Linked DNA regions of Triticum aestivum: region 2 is linked to region 1. A link is a contact called in public Hi-C data. All regions are on one chromosome and are shown on one strand. Each heading gives the region's core, a stretch centred on a gene start, on an enhancer-like site or on the middle of the called end of the contact. The rest is flanking DNA. Distances are from core to core; before and after follow the strand shown. Region 1 holds the start of LOC123164840 (60S acidic ribosomal protein P1). Region 2 holds the start of LOC123163849 (polyadenylate-binding protein-interacting protein 11).

Region 1 (6,493 bases), core at 3,551-6,050:
TTGAGCTATTAAACGGTATCGCACAAGGTTCAAAAAATCTTATTGGCAGTACGGTTTATGCAGTCAGTAGCGCCACTTCTCACTTTAGTAAAACTGCCTATAAGGTATTATCTGAGCTCCAGTTTGATCATTGGAAATTACGCTCTCCAGAAGTCATGGGCTCTCATAGCTCATGGAAATTTGTTATGCAGGGCCTTGTTGCGTTTACATATGATGAGCAAACCGCTTCCAAACTGGATGAACGGGACAGACAGCTAGGTTTGCATGGGGAAGGAGTACTGAATGGGTTTCTAGAGGTGAAAGCCATCTCTCTTGATCAAGTATTACTGATTTACCTTTATAGCTGGTGTCTGTTCTCGTGTAACACCCAAATCCTAGATGACTCTTTGAATTGGAACCTGATGACCTTTTCTTGCTCCATAGTTGTGATAGTTGTACACAATTTAGTAACTGCGTCCTTCCAGTACCATACTATTGGAAAGAAAATCTGTCACAGCTCACAGCTATTATTTACACATTCATTCTTCAGTATGCTCAATAGAATATTGCCGGACCTGTCTCTAAAGCAGCATACATTGTGTGCATTTCAATCTTGTTCTGTAGGGTCTGACTGGGCTCCTCCAATCACCAATCAGAGGTGCTGAGAAACATGGTCTTCCTGGGGTTATCTCAGGTAATGCCACTCGATAGGCCCTTGCAGACAATTTTTGTTGTTCCAGACATTGACCAACTGTGTATCTATTTTACAGGTATAGCAATGGGAACAGCTGGGCTTGTGGCTAGGCCTATGGCCAGTATTCTTGAAGCCACAGGCAGAACTGCACAGAGCATAAGAAACCGAAGCAATCCTCATGAATCCAACCGCCTGCGTGTCCGTTTCTCGAGGCCTGTGGCCAGAGATCGCCCTTTGTTCCCATACTCCTGGGAAGAAGCAGTTGGAGTATCTTTGCTTCTCCAAGCTGATTGTGGCAGGCTGAAGGACGAAACATTTGTCGTGTGCAAGATACTCCGGGAGCCCGCAAAGTTCCTTGTGCTTAGTGAGAAACTGCTGCTGCTAGTCTCAAGCCGGTATTTGGTGGATTTGGGGTCACCCCAGTTTGCTGGTGTTCCTCCTGACCCACAGTGGGCGATTGAAACTGAGATGAACCTGAAATCTATTGTTCATCTGGACAGAGCTCAGGAGGTAGTGAACATTGTTGGGAGCAACGGCGAAACATCGCCAAGGGACAAAAGAGGCAGATCAAGAGACATTGCCCTGAGCTCAGCCTTCATCCCACTATTTCATTTCAGTGTCGAGCTGCCAAGCATCGAAGATGCAGAGGGCACGTTGCAGTTCTTAATGGCACTTATTGAGAAGGGAAAGGCAAGGAGATGGGACAAGAACATCCTTCACCGAAGCAACATTTGCTGAGGTTTCTGGGTCTTGATCCTTACTACAGTGTTTGTGAATGAGAGTACTCCGCATACACCTCAGACGACACCAGCCAGGATCACTGCGCAGCGTCCAGTGAACGTGGATGACCTTCGGAACAACCGCGCTATACAAGAGGCGTGTTAAGCAAGTGCCGTCATCCGTAAGCATCTGTTGATACCATTAGTAGATCAGGATAGATACTGATATACGAGGGGCTGGCGTAGCTGGCATAATTTTGTAGCCTTTTTCCTGGATGATCCACCACGGAACAGGTAGGATTAAGGTTTCAGCCTTTTTGTAGGCCAAATGTACACATGTAGGGTTTTCCAGAATTTTGTCCACCGCTTTGTAAATGATGGCATTTGAGTCGCAAAAGTTTTGTTATCCACTATCATTCTTCACTGTGCCCATTTGTGTATCACAAACGAAAGTTAACATACTTTTAGTCAAACAAAAATTGTTCAAACTACCACGCAAGACAAGCCAGCCAGACATCTTCCGAACTACTCCCTCCGTTTCAAAATAGATGACTCAATTTTATACTAATTTTAATAAAAAGTTGGGTCATCTATTTTGAAACGGAGGAAGTACAAACCTTGAATATTCCATTCTTAAAAGATTGAATCCGGTGCGACTTCCTCTCATTTCTTTCCTTACCCATCCAGAATTCACCGACGAGCTGGTGTGTTCATTTGTTACTAAAAAAAAAGTTGGTGGATTCATCTCCCCGTTGCCTGCCGCTCCGGCAGCCGGTGGCAGGAAGGGAAACACTGATGCCTTCGCTCCGATTAGTAGTATAGGTTAGAGTTTTTGTCCTCGCAGGTACGGCGCTCGGGATGGAAGCACTTCTTTGAATGCCTTTGACGGGTCAAGCAGGCCTCGGCAGGGAGACGACGACAATGGTGCGTCGTTGGCTCGTTTCTTATGGTCGTTCGGTGGTCTTGAAATCTTTATGTGGTAATTTTCATTGCGTTTGAGATACTTTGTTCTTCCAGTTAACTTTTATAATAGATTTTTCGAGAAAAACAAAAAAAAAGTGAACTCTTTCATTGAAGGTTTTTTATTTATTTTTAGACCACCTGAGTGAGCCAAGAAAGAGCGATGGATGTACATAACAGAAAAAGAAAAGCTGAATGAACTAGCAAGATGTTCATGCATTGCACGGAATATTAAAATGCATTTTTTACAAAATACCTTTTCTAATTGACCCATGCAGGAGTAATCTCACGTGTAAAAACTAATAATATCTCAAAAATTTCATAAAAACATGATATCTCGAGAAAGATAAGTGAGGCGTGGTGGTGACTGATGGTCGGCGGAGGCATGAGGATGGGACGGCGCCGGCACCATGCCAGATTATTCCAGAGACTTCCTTTTTTAGTTGTCTGTAAATGTCTTTTTTAGTTGTCTGTAAATGTGAAGAGAGTCGCGGGTTTTTTTGTAGTTTGCTTTTTATTCATAGATATAGATCGATCTATATTACAAGATGGCAAAAACATCATCACAAACTCGGTTTTTTATAACAAGCAGAATCTACATAATCAAAACTTGTCTGTCATGGCGCAAGTCTGGATTTTCATGGATTTTAGAATTAGTTACAGAATTGAAGTAAAATCAGCATATGAAATTTCAAGGTAAGCCGATCTACTCATGTTGAGATTCAAAGACCTCCTTTGGTTTAGAGGAATCTTATTATAGATTTCTATAAAGGAATTCTTCCTATCTTTCACATTTCATAGGAAAATAAGGTCTAAAGGAATGAAACCCATGGCACACTTACTATAAACCTAGCTTAAATTTTTCTCCCCCAAACATATATAATGCGGTTGTTACGTAAGCTGCAAAATTACCGTGCAAGCTCCAGTACCTCATACGTTTACCCACAGAATAGAAACACCTGACTTGGACATACACAAACAGATGGAAACAGATATTACTAGCAGATTTAGGTCCATATAATTAATCAACAGACAGATTCAAAAAGCAGTCAACCAAGCACAGAGCATCAAAAGCTGGTGACGACACAATCAGTAGGGTAAAACAAGCAATGGCTTTTCAACCGAGCACCAAACTAAAGCTGAAGGCACATAATGTAGAACCATTTTCATTCTAAAAAGACCATCCCAAGGTGGTTTGCAGTACTCATTGCACAGATACTTAGGTCTCAACAGAATTACATATCAAATCCGCAAAATTCAACCTAAAAGCACATAAGATAGGTAATCTTTAGCATAGCAGATTCCACAGGAGAGCTGGAATTGAACTGCTTAGTCAAACAAGCTGAAGCCCATGTCATCATCGCTCTCTTCCTTGGCCTCCTCCTTTTTCTCTTCTTTCTTCTCTTCAGCGGCAGCAGCACCACCAGCAGCCGGGGCAGCAGCAGCAGCAGCTGGAGCACCACCTCCACCTGGAAACGAATCAAATTCGTTACTACATTGACAAAATAAAAGGCAGCAGTACACGTAAATGCAAAGCATAGAACCACTCCTGTTGCTGCTCATGATAAGTTACAATCAACCCGAATAGCATACTCATTCTCTACTATTACACTCCTCGAGATTGGTCAAACAGGGATGACAAAAAATTTACACGTGAAATTAAATTCAGAAAACAGAACATAGGTACATCTACAAGTCCTGCCTAGGAAGTCATCCTTCAATTTAATAATAAGTTGTCTAACATTAAGTGAAGCGATGGATTCTCTTATTGCACAGACTAACCAAGCAGCAGATCAAAGTACGTTCCATAAATTAGAGGCAGTGGCAACAATATGATATGTCTACTGTGAAGTACACAACGGGCCACGTGAATCAAAGCCTTGGATAAACTACAGAGGAATATAACACAGTGAGAGCGGGAGAGGTTTACCAGATCCGACGGAAAGGATGAGGTCATCGACGCTCCTCTTCTCCAGGAGCTTGGCGAAGAGCGCGGGCCAGTAGGCCTCAACCTTGATTCCGGCAGCCTTCACCACCGTCGCGATCTTCTCAGACTGCGTTGGGCCAAGCAACAACCCTCAGACAACGAAACAGACCAAGAATCGCGCAAAGAAGAGAAGGAACAAAGACGAACAACTTACAGTGATGGGGATCCCGTCATCGTGGAGGATGAGGGCGGCAAGGGTGCAGGCGACCTCGCTGGAAGACATGGCGACGGATTCTCACCGGAGCGGATCTGCGATCTGCAAGAGTAAAGACACGAAGAAAAGCATTGGGATTAGATGCAGCGTCAGGGGGGGGAGGGGAGGGGGGGCGGCTCTTACCTTGGGGAGGCGATGGAAGTGGAGGCGCAGGAGGCAGGGGGCTTCTAGGGTTTGGGGAGGCCCGGTGGGATGGGAATTTATAGGTGGTTCGTGCCGAGCACTAGGGTTTCGCGGTAGAAGTTTGGGCTGGACTGAACGGTCGCATGGGCCTTTGTGCGGATGCCGTGCAATGTGGTAAATGGGCCCATTGTTTCGTCATATGTGTGTTGGGTCTGTAGAAAAACTGGGCCTCTTTGATTGGAACTCCTCCTAATCGGCGAGAAGCGGCGCCTGCAGGATTCTTCTGTGGGCTGTTTCTACGACGGCCCATGGTTCGACTGTCGGAATCGTTTTCTCTTTCGTTAATGTTTCAGAGTCCTCCTCGTCAGCGCCTTCAGCGCCAGCAAGGGATCGTGGCGCCCGCGCGCGCCTCCTTCTGGGCCGGCCCATTAAACCATCGCTCCCTCTTCGCTTCCCTTCGTTGGCTCCCGCTCGATCGCTGGTCCCAGCTCGATCGTTTTTTTCTCTCGCCAAAAACTGCTACATTAGGTACTGATTTTCTTAGAAAAACCCAACCGGTTTACTACAGTATGTACTACAGTTTTTTAGGCAAATAATTCATCGATTTTGAAAAAAGTTCATCGAATTTAAAAAAAACAAAATTGAAAAAAGTTCACCAGAATTGAAAAAAAGTTCATCAGATTTGAAAAAAGTTCATCGAATTCTAAAAAAAGTTCATCGACTTTGAAAAAAGTTCATCGGTTTTGAAAAAAGTTCATCAAATTTCAAAAAAGTTCACCAGAATTGAAAAAAGTTCATCAGATTTGAAAAAAGTTCATCGAATTATAAAAAAAGTTCATCGGATTTGAAAAAAGTTCGTCGGATTTAAAAAAAGTTCATCGAATTTGAAAAAAATTCATCAAATTCTACAAAAAGTTCATCGACTTTGAAAAAAGTTCATCAAAAATGGAAAAAGGTCATTGAATTTGAACAAAAAATGTTCATCCATTTTGCAGAAAAAAACATGAAGAAAAAGAAAAATTCTCGAATTTGAAAAATAAACTTTGGAAAAAGGGAAAAAGGAAAGATGGAAGAAGAAAGGCAGGAAAAAGATGTAAAATATTACAGTGGGAGAGCTGGCGCGGTGGTAATTGCATCGTTCCTCGATGTTGAAGGTCCGAGGTTTGATTCTCCTCCAGCGCCCTTTTTTGCCTTATAAACATATAACCAAAGGGGTATAAACATATAACCAAAGGGGGGTGGGCCAGGCCCGTTAGTAGCGAAGGAAGGCAGGGGGTATGCGCCCGATTGTAAAATGAACTAAATCGGGCGCTTAAGGCGCCAAATAGGATTTGGCAATGTTTCACGATGTACTTTCGGTTCATTTTTAAAGAAGTTGCCAGAGCCCAAGTCTGTATGGATTTTAATGAAGTTTTGCATACAATGGGAGAAGGAAGGAGGAGCACCGAGAGCCCAAGTCTGTATGGATCGTTTCAAGGCTGCGTTAGAAAATTGTGAGTTGAAGGACATGGGTTTTGTTGGAGATGTGTTCACATGGCGAAATAATAACCATACTGCAGAAAACTATATCAGAGAGAGATTGGGCAGAGCGGTCGCGATGCCGACATGGTGTGACAGATTTCCTGGGTTCAGAGTGATCAATGGGGATCCACGCCACTCGGATCATCGTCCGATCATTGTGGAAACGGAGGGGCAGCAAAACTAGTTCAGAATTCGGCTCGGAGTTCGACACATCGCTTTGAGGCAAATTGGCTAGAGGAAGAGGGTTGTAGGGAGGTGATCCAGAATGCATGGAATATAGGTACGCGGGTAGAGGG
Region 2 (5,975 bases), core at 534-3,033, 400 kb after region 1:
TGGTGAAACCATGGAATCCAACTATTCAACCAGTAGCGGCGCATGGTTCGCTAGTTAGCGATACACATGGTGGTGACTGCGGGCTGGTGGTCTTTCCCTTTCCTATAGCAAAGTGATGCAGATGTTGTCAGGAATTCTAGCTGAAAACTAAGAGAGCCTTCATTTTCTCTCTCTTCTTGGTCCCTTGGATCTCTTGAATTTGTATCCATGTCGGGCCGGGAATCAAAATGTTTGTTGCTCGAGAAGAAGTTGGATCCGACATTGCAGAGGAATGCCTAGGCGTCGGCGACCGACGAAAAAGACAACTCTGTTAGATGTTTGGCAGAAAGACACCACAACATCTTTAGTCAGCGATGGTGAAACCATGGAATCCAGCTATTCGACCAGTACCGGCGTGTGGTTCGTTAGTTAGCGGCACAGAGGGCGGCGACTGCGGTGTGGTGATCCTTCCCTTCCCTGTAGCAAAGTGATGCATATGTTGTCAAGAGTTCCAGCTAAAACCTAAGAGAACCTTCATTTTATCTCTCTTCTTGGTCCCTCGGGTCTCTTGAATTTGTATCCATGCCGGACCGGGAATCAAAATGTTTCTTTTTACAGAAGGAATAAAACTTCATTAAGAGTTTGGGGGGAACTAAACACAAAAGGCAATTCCACCACCATCACCAATTTGACTTCATTACATCTCTATCTTGAGTGCTAAATTAAATGATTCACCTCCACACCCGTGCATGTGTAGATTTTCAGGGAACAACTAGCATGGCAATTTGTTACCACCTTCCACTAAAATTATTTAAATTGTTTGTCTGCCCCCACTACATACATACACGGTTTTTCATGGGTCTGATGCAGCGGGCATGTATGGTGTTGCCGGCGCAAGCCCGAAATGAGACAAAGCTGGGCATGTCGCATGCCCAACAGTAGCCGCCAATAGAGGCGTTTAAGATGCTTAGTGGTTGGGGTGCATGCCAATGCTCGAGAAGAAGTTGGATCCGACATTGCAGAGGAATGCCCGAGCGTCGCCGACCGACGAAAAAGACAACTATGTTAGACGTTTGACGGAAAGGCGGCACGACATCGTCGTAGACTGACGGTGATGAAACCATGAAATCCAGCTATTCAATCAGTACCGGCGCGGGATTCGCTAGTGAGCGGTACACGGAGGCAAATTTGACAAATTTGACCTATAGACGAAATCAAATCACAGAATGAACTATCCGTGAAACTATTTCACGCGGCTGACCTTTTTGTGTGACGCCCGACACGAAGGCGCCACACTACACTGTGCAACGCCTCACAGTTAGGCGCTACACGGCCAGCGTCGCACCTGTGTGATCCGAAAATTACTAAGTTAGTGTGCAGCGCCTGAGAGCTAGACGCCACACTGTATAGTGTGGCGTCTAGCTCCCAGGCGTTGCACTAGTGCAGCGCCTGAGAGCTAGGCGCCACGGGTCAGCCGCGTGAAATAGTTTCACGGACAGTTCATTCTGTGATTTGATTTCGTTTATAGGTCAAATTTGTCAAATTTGCCGGACGGGCGACTACGGTGCGGTGGTCCTTCTCTTGCGTGTAGCAAAGTGATACTGATGTTGTCAGGAATTCCAGCGGCCGACTGTGAATTAGCAACGCTGAAATAAAGATGGACGTTTCATAAAACAAAAATGGCATTGTCCTTTGCGTCCAAGGGTGCTGAAATTCCCGAGCACAAGGGGGTGTTTCCCGCAAAAGCGCAGCCCGGCGGGCGGGGAATACGGGGGGAAGAGAGAGAAGGGAACAAAAGGAAAAGGAGGCAGCAGGCGGGCGGGCGGCTCGCCTCAGCCTCAGCCTCAGCCTCACCGTACCGGAGCAGCTCTCTCTCTCTCCTCACTTTCCCTCTCCTCCCGAAAAGGCAAAGCGGAAAGGAGGCAGCAAGAGAGAGAAAGAGGCAGCACGATACGAGTAACAACCAGGAGAGAGAAACGAGGAAAGAGAGAGGCAGAGGCACCTCCCTCCCCCTGCCGGCTTCCCCTGCTCTCCCCCTGCGCCGGTCGGCTGCAGCAGCTGCTGTCCCCTCCCCCTCCCCGATCCCCATGCTCTCCCTCCTCTCCTAGCCCGCCGCAACGACCAACCACCCTCCCCGCGGTTGGCTGTCCCCTTCGCCTCCGATCCGTCTCCGGGGATCGATCCGCACTTCCGCACCGCGCCGAGCCTATATATAACCCCCCACCATCCCCGCGCGCCTCCCGTCCCCGAACCTTCCAGAACCTCACCGAGCTCTCTCCCCCTCCGGCAGCAGGTTCTTCGTTCCCTTCGGGATGGCCGTAGTCGAGACCTCCGCCGACCACGTCGCCCCCGCCGCCTCCGACCACGGCGCCGCGCCGTACCGTGCCTCGTCGGAGGGGGGCGACGCGGGGGAGCGCGAGATGCGGGATCTGGAGGAGCTCCTCTCCAAGCTCAACCCCATGGCGGAGGAGTTCGTCCCGCCCTCGCTCGCCGCGCACCCCATGCCGCCGCCCCCCTACGCCGGCTACTACCCCAACGGCCCACCCGCAGCCGGCTTCGCGCCGGTCGCCTCGCCGGGCCACCGCGGGGTCGTTGGCTTCCCCGCCGCCGACGGCCGCGGCAGGGTAAGGAGACACGAGAGTCCTTGTTTGACCTTTTCGATCGCGTGGTGTTCCCGTTCGGCCTCTCTGTTTCTATCGCCGGTGTAAGTCTGATCTGCTCCTTCCTGCGCGCAGAAGAAGTTTGGAGGGTACGGCGGCGGCTACCCCCACGGCGGCAAGCGGCGGGTCAACAGCCGCACCAGCCAGGCGCAGCGCGACGAGGTGATCCGCCGGACGGTCTACGTCTCCGACATCGATCATCAGGTCAGCCCACGGATCGATGCCCGCACCTTCCTCTCTTGATTCTGCCTGTGACGAGCCTCCTTCGCCCGTCCCTTATTAGACTCTGATATATCCATTCACGTTACCTCCGCAACCGCAAAGAGTTTGTTCACCTGTTGATTGGTTTGATATCATTTTTCTACGTTCCTGTTACTGGTTGTCATGATCGCTCAGCTAGACTTCGGGTTGTGTGACTTCTGTCGGGCACGTGCTGTTCAGATGGGATAAAACGTTAGCAGGATTGAGATCATAAGATGGGATGGGGCTGAGAGCAGGTGGATACTGGATACGCCAGCGGTTGCTCCTTTTGATCATCCTTTTCTTGTTTCGATAGATTTGGATGCCACTTCTCACTGTAGTAAGTTTTGCAGTTCTTGGTCATTACTTTTGTATGGAGTCTAGAAAGTCGCATGACTATTTTGCCATTTATGTGCTTGGGCGACGTGCAGCTAACCTGTACTCATCTACTGTGTTCTTATCCGATTTTGGGTGGTTATTCTCCTGATTTCTTCACATACTGTATGCACCTCTATTGACTATTCGTGGCATGTCTGGTTGTTTTGATGCATGCACCATCTGTATCGGTTTGCTATTAGATTTCTCGTTGGATTAGTCTATGCAGTGCATTACTGGAAGTATCTCATTAATGAGCCCTGCTTTCGTGCTCCTTTAGCAGTTCATTGAGTAGGCAGTCGTTCCTTTTTTTTTTTCTGGAAGACCTAGGTAGTGTATTCCTGGCAGTGTGTTCGTTATGGGCCATGCTTTCATGTTCCTTGTAGCAGTTTATCTAGTAGGTGTGTATTCATTTCTGTTTAGGAAGACCTGGGTAGTGTATTCCTGCAAGTGCCTTATTTAAGATCCTTGCTTTAATGTTCCTTTGATGGAGTGATCATTGGAAGGAACAGTATAATAATTCAAACCATGCCCTATTATATACTGCTTGGTACAAATTTTAGATGTCTCAGGCCTATTCCTGTATTCATGCAAGAATGCTAGATTTGAGAGTGGATACATGCAGATTTACTGTCTGGTGGAACACAGATGGGACCAGCTTTAATGAATCTCAGTAATGGGCATGCAAAGTTACTTTGATTTTTTTAGGGGTGTTTTTTTTGAGGGGTATGCAAAGTTACTTTGGTGTATTTGATACTCCCTTCGTTCCTAAATATAAGCCCTTTTTGAGATTCCAATATGGACTGCATACGGAGCAAAATGAGTGAATCTACACTCTAAAATATGTCTATATACATCCGTATGTAGTCCGTATTGAAATCTCTAAAAAGTGTTATATTTAGAAACTGGGAGTAGATGCCTTGTGTATGCTTGTTGACTTATTAGGTCACGATGATACTTTGTCTTTTTTGGTTCTGGTATGCTATTCTAATTTCTTTCTCAAAAAAGTCTTAATCTCGTTTACATCTATGCTTAAGATCATAGCTTATCATGATGCTTCTCATATTTACATGTTGAAATGCAACATGTACACACTTGATTGGGATTTGCACTTTGAAAGATTTAAGCTTCTAGGTGGCTGATATGGTTTACTTGTGAGCTCAGTTGTTCTAGTGCATGTTGATCAATGCCAGTTAGATATATGTATCGTTTCCAGGATTCAGAAACCCTTTTCTAGAAGAGGTATTCTCTAGAACAATACAGTTGCCACGTTTGTAAGAGACATGCATGCTGTTTGTGAAGTATATAAGAGGCACACCATCTTTACTTTTTGGCGTGCCTCTGTTCCACAATGAAAAGAAGCACCTTGTTACTAAATCAGCGACAATTAATATAGATCGGAGGGAGTACGTTGTAATTGTAGTAGTAGTGTGCATAAGTTATGCACTGAAGAGTTCACTCGCTATGTATTCTCATAATGGTGGTTACGTTTTTGGGTCAAGCGTATGTCATTTGGCAAATGCACCTTTTTTTCTTTGTTCAGACAACATAGTATGTACTTTCTACCTCGTAATAGCCGTGTTCATGTTTTTTTTCATGTTAGACATGTACTAGACACGTTCACTGGTTTTGCCTTGCGTGATAGTGAACTTTCTACCTCTGTACATGCCAACTAGTGACCTTTTGGCTGCAGTTCTGCAGAAATATTCCAATTTTCTCAAAAATTCAAAGATCTCCAGAAATCCTCGTGCTACTGTTTGGAGGCAGTGCCTGCTTGTCTGCTCCACGAAGACCCTTTAGGCCTAATAGTGAGATATGGAATGGCATATGAATAGGGATGCAAGCGGCGTCCCGCATGTCCCGCGGAACTAGCAAAATAGTTCATTTCTGGCTGAAAGATTAACACTAGACTAGAGATGGATTTGTACGAGGCTGCAGCCCGCAAACCCGTCCGCTCTGCATCCCTACATATGAAATAAAATAAAATTTCTTGTATACAGAAACTTCTTAGAAGGAAAAGGAATTCGTAGTCCACCAGAGGGTTTATCTGATAGATCAATTCTGATTCGTCACCCGCATTTTCTGTTGAATAGATGAGTGCTTTTGGTAGGGTGATAACATGTCTGACATGTATTTTACTCGAATACTGGACGGATCATAATGTTGCAACTATTAAGTGGTATTTTAGGAAGCTCATTTTTGGCAGCGCTATGAGAATGAGGCGAGTTAGGTCAGTTTGTGGTTGTCCAACTGTGTTGCGTTTGCTTCCTTTATAATCTGCTGTTAGAAATTAGCCAGAAAAATGTGCAAAAGCGGGTCAGAGAGACACAAAAATAGCCTAAAGCAGGTGAGGCAAACAGGATTGTGATAATCCACCGCAATGCCAAACACAGCCTTAAAAGAGTGTTTTGCCTCTTTGAGAGCACTTTTCCTTTGATTACATACCCTACACTGAGTTCTTTTTGGAAAGAAAAAAAGTTTCTTGAATCCTCAAAAGGTTCTAATGGAGTGGAGTTATACATGTACATATAGACGTGTAGCATTTATGCACAAAATTTATCAATATATCTTCTCAGTTATGGTGTACACAAAAAGGAGAAATGTGTAGATCAAAATAGAGTAACCTTTTGCTTTTTTAGAGCCCACAAAAACGTCTTATATTTTAGAACAGAGGTAATATTATTTAATAATTTTTTACAGTTATGTAGAACACATCCATAT

The links. Hi-C and Micro-C count contacts between places; a contact is called where the count stands out from the background.
Region 2: a Hi-C map of leaf shows a contact between it and region 1, with 5 times the contacts expected there. The contact joins the promoter of LOC123163849 here to the promoter of LOC123164840 in region 1. A contact is called at or near these places in 2 of 5 Hi-C or Micro-C datasets (both in leaf) and 1 of 1 datasets of contacts at active chromatin or transcription factors (leaf).

The regions. Positions count from the first base shown.
Region 1 is chr7D:399,581,868-399,588,360 of IWGSC CS RefSeq v2.1, forward strand. LOC123164840 (60S acidic ribosomal protein P1) reads right to left here and starts at 4,801. Exons shown (of 4, transcript XM_044582433.1): 1 at 4,677-4,801; 2 at 4,494-4,595; 3 at 4,283-4,406; 4 at 3,487-3,821. The coding sequence starts at 4,562. The coding sequence ends at 3,682. It overlaps LOC123166530, which reads left to right. Exons shown (of 48, transcript XM_044584339.1): 45 at 1-104; 46 at 192-296; 47 at 604-673; 48 at 750-1,808. The coding sequence ends at 1,411.
Region 2 is chr7D:399,987,334-399,993,308 of IWGSC CS RefSeq v2.1, forward strand. LOC123163849 (polyadenylate-binding protein-interacting protein 11) reads left to right here and starts at 1,784. Exons shown (of 10, transcript XM_044581236.1): 1 at 1,784-2,603; 2 at 2,715-2,843. The coding sequence starts at 2,292.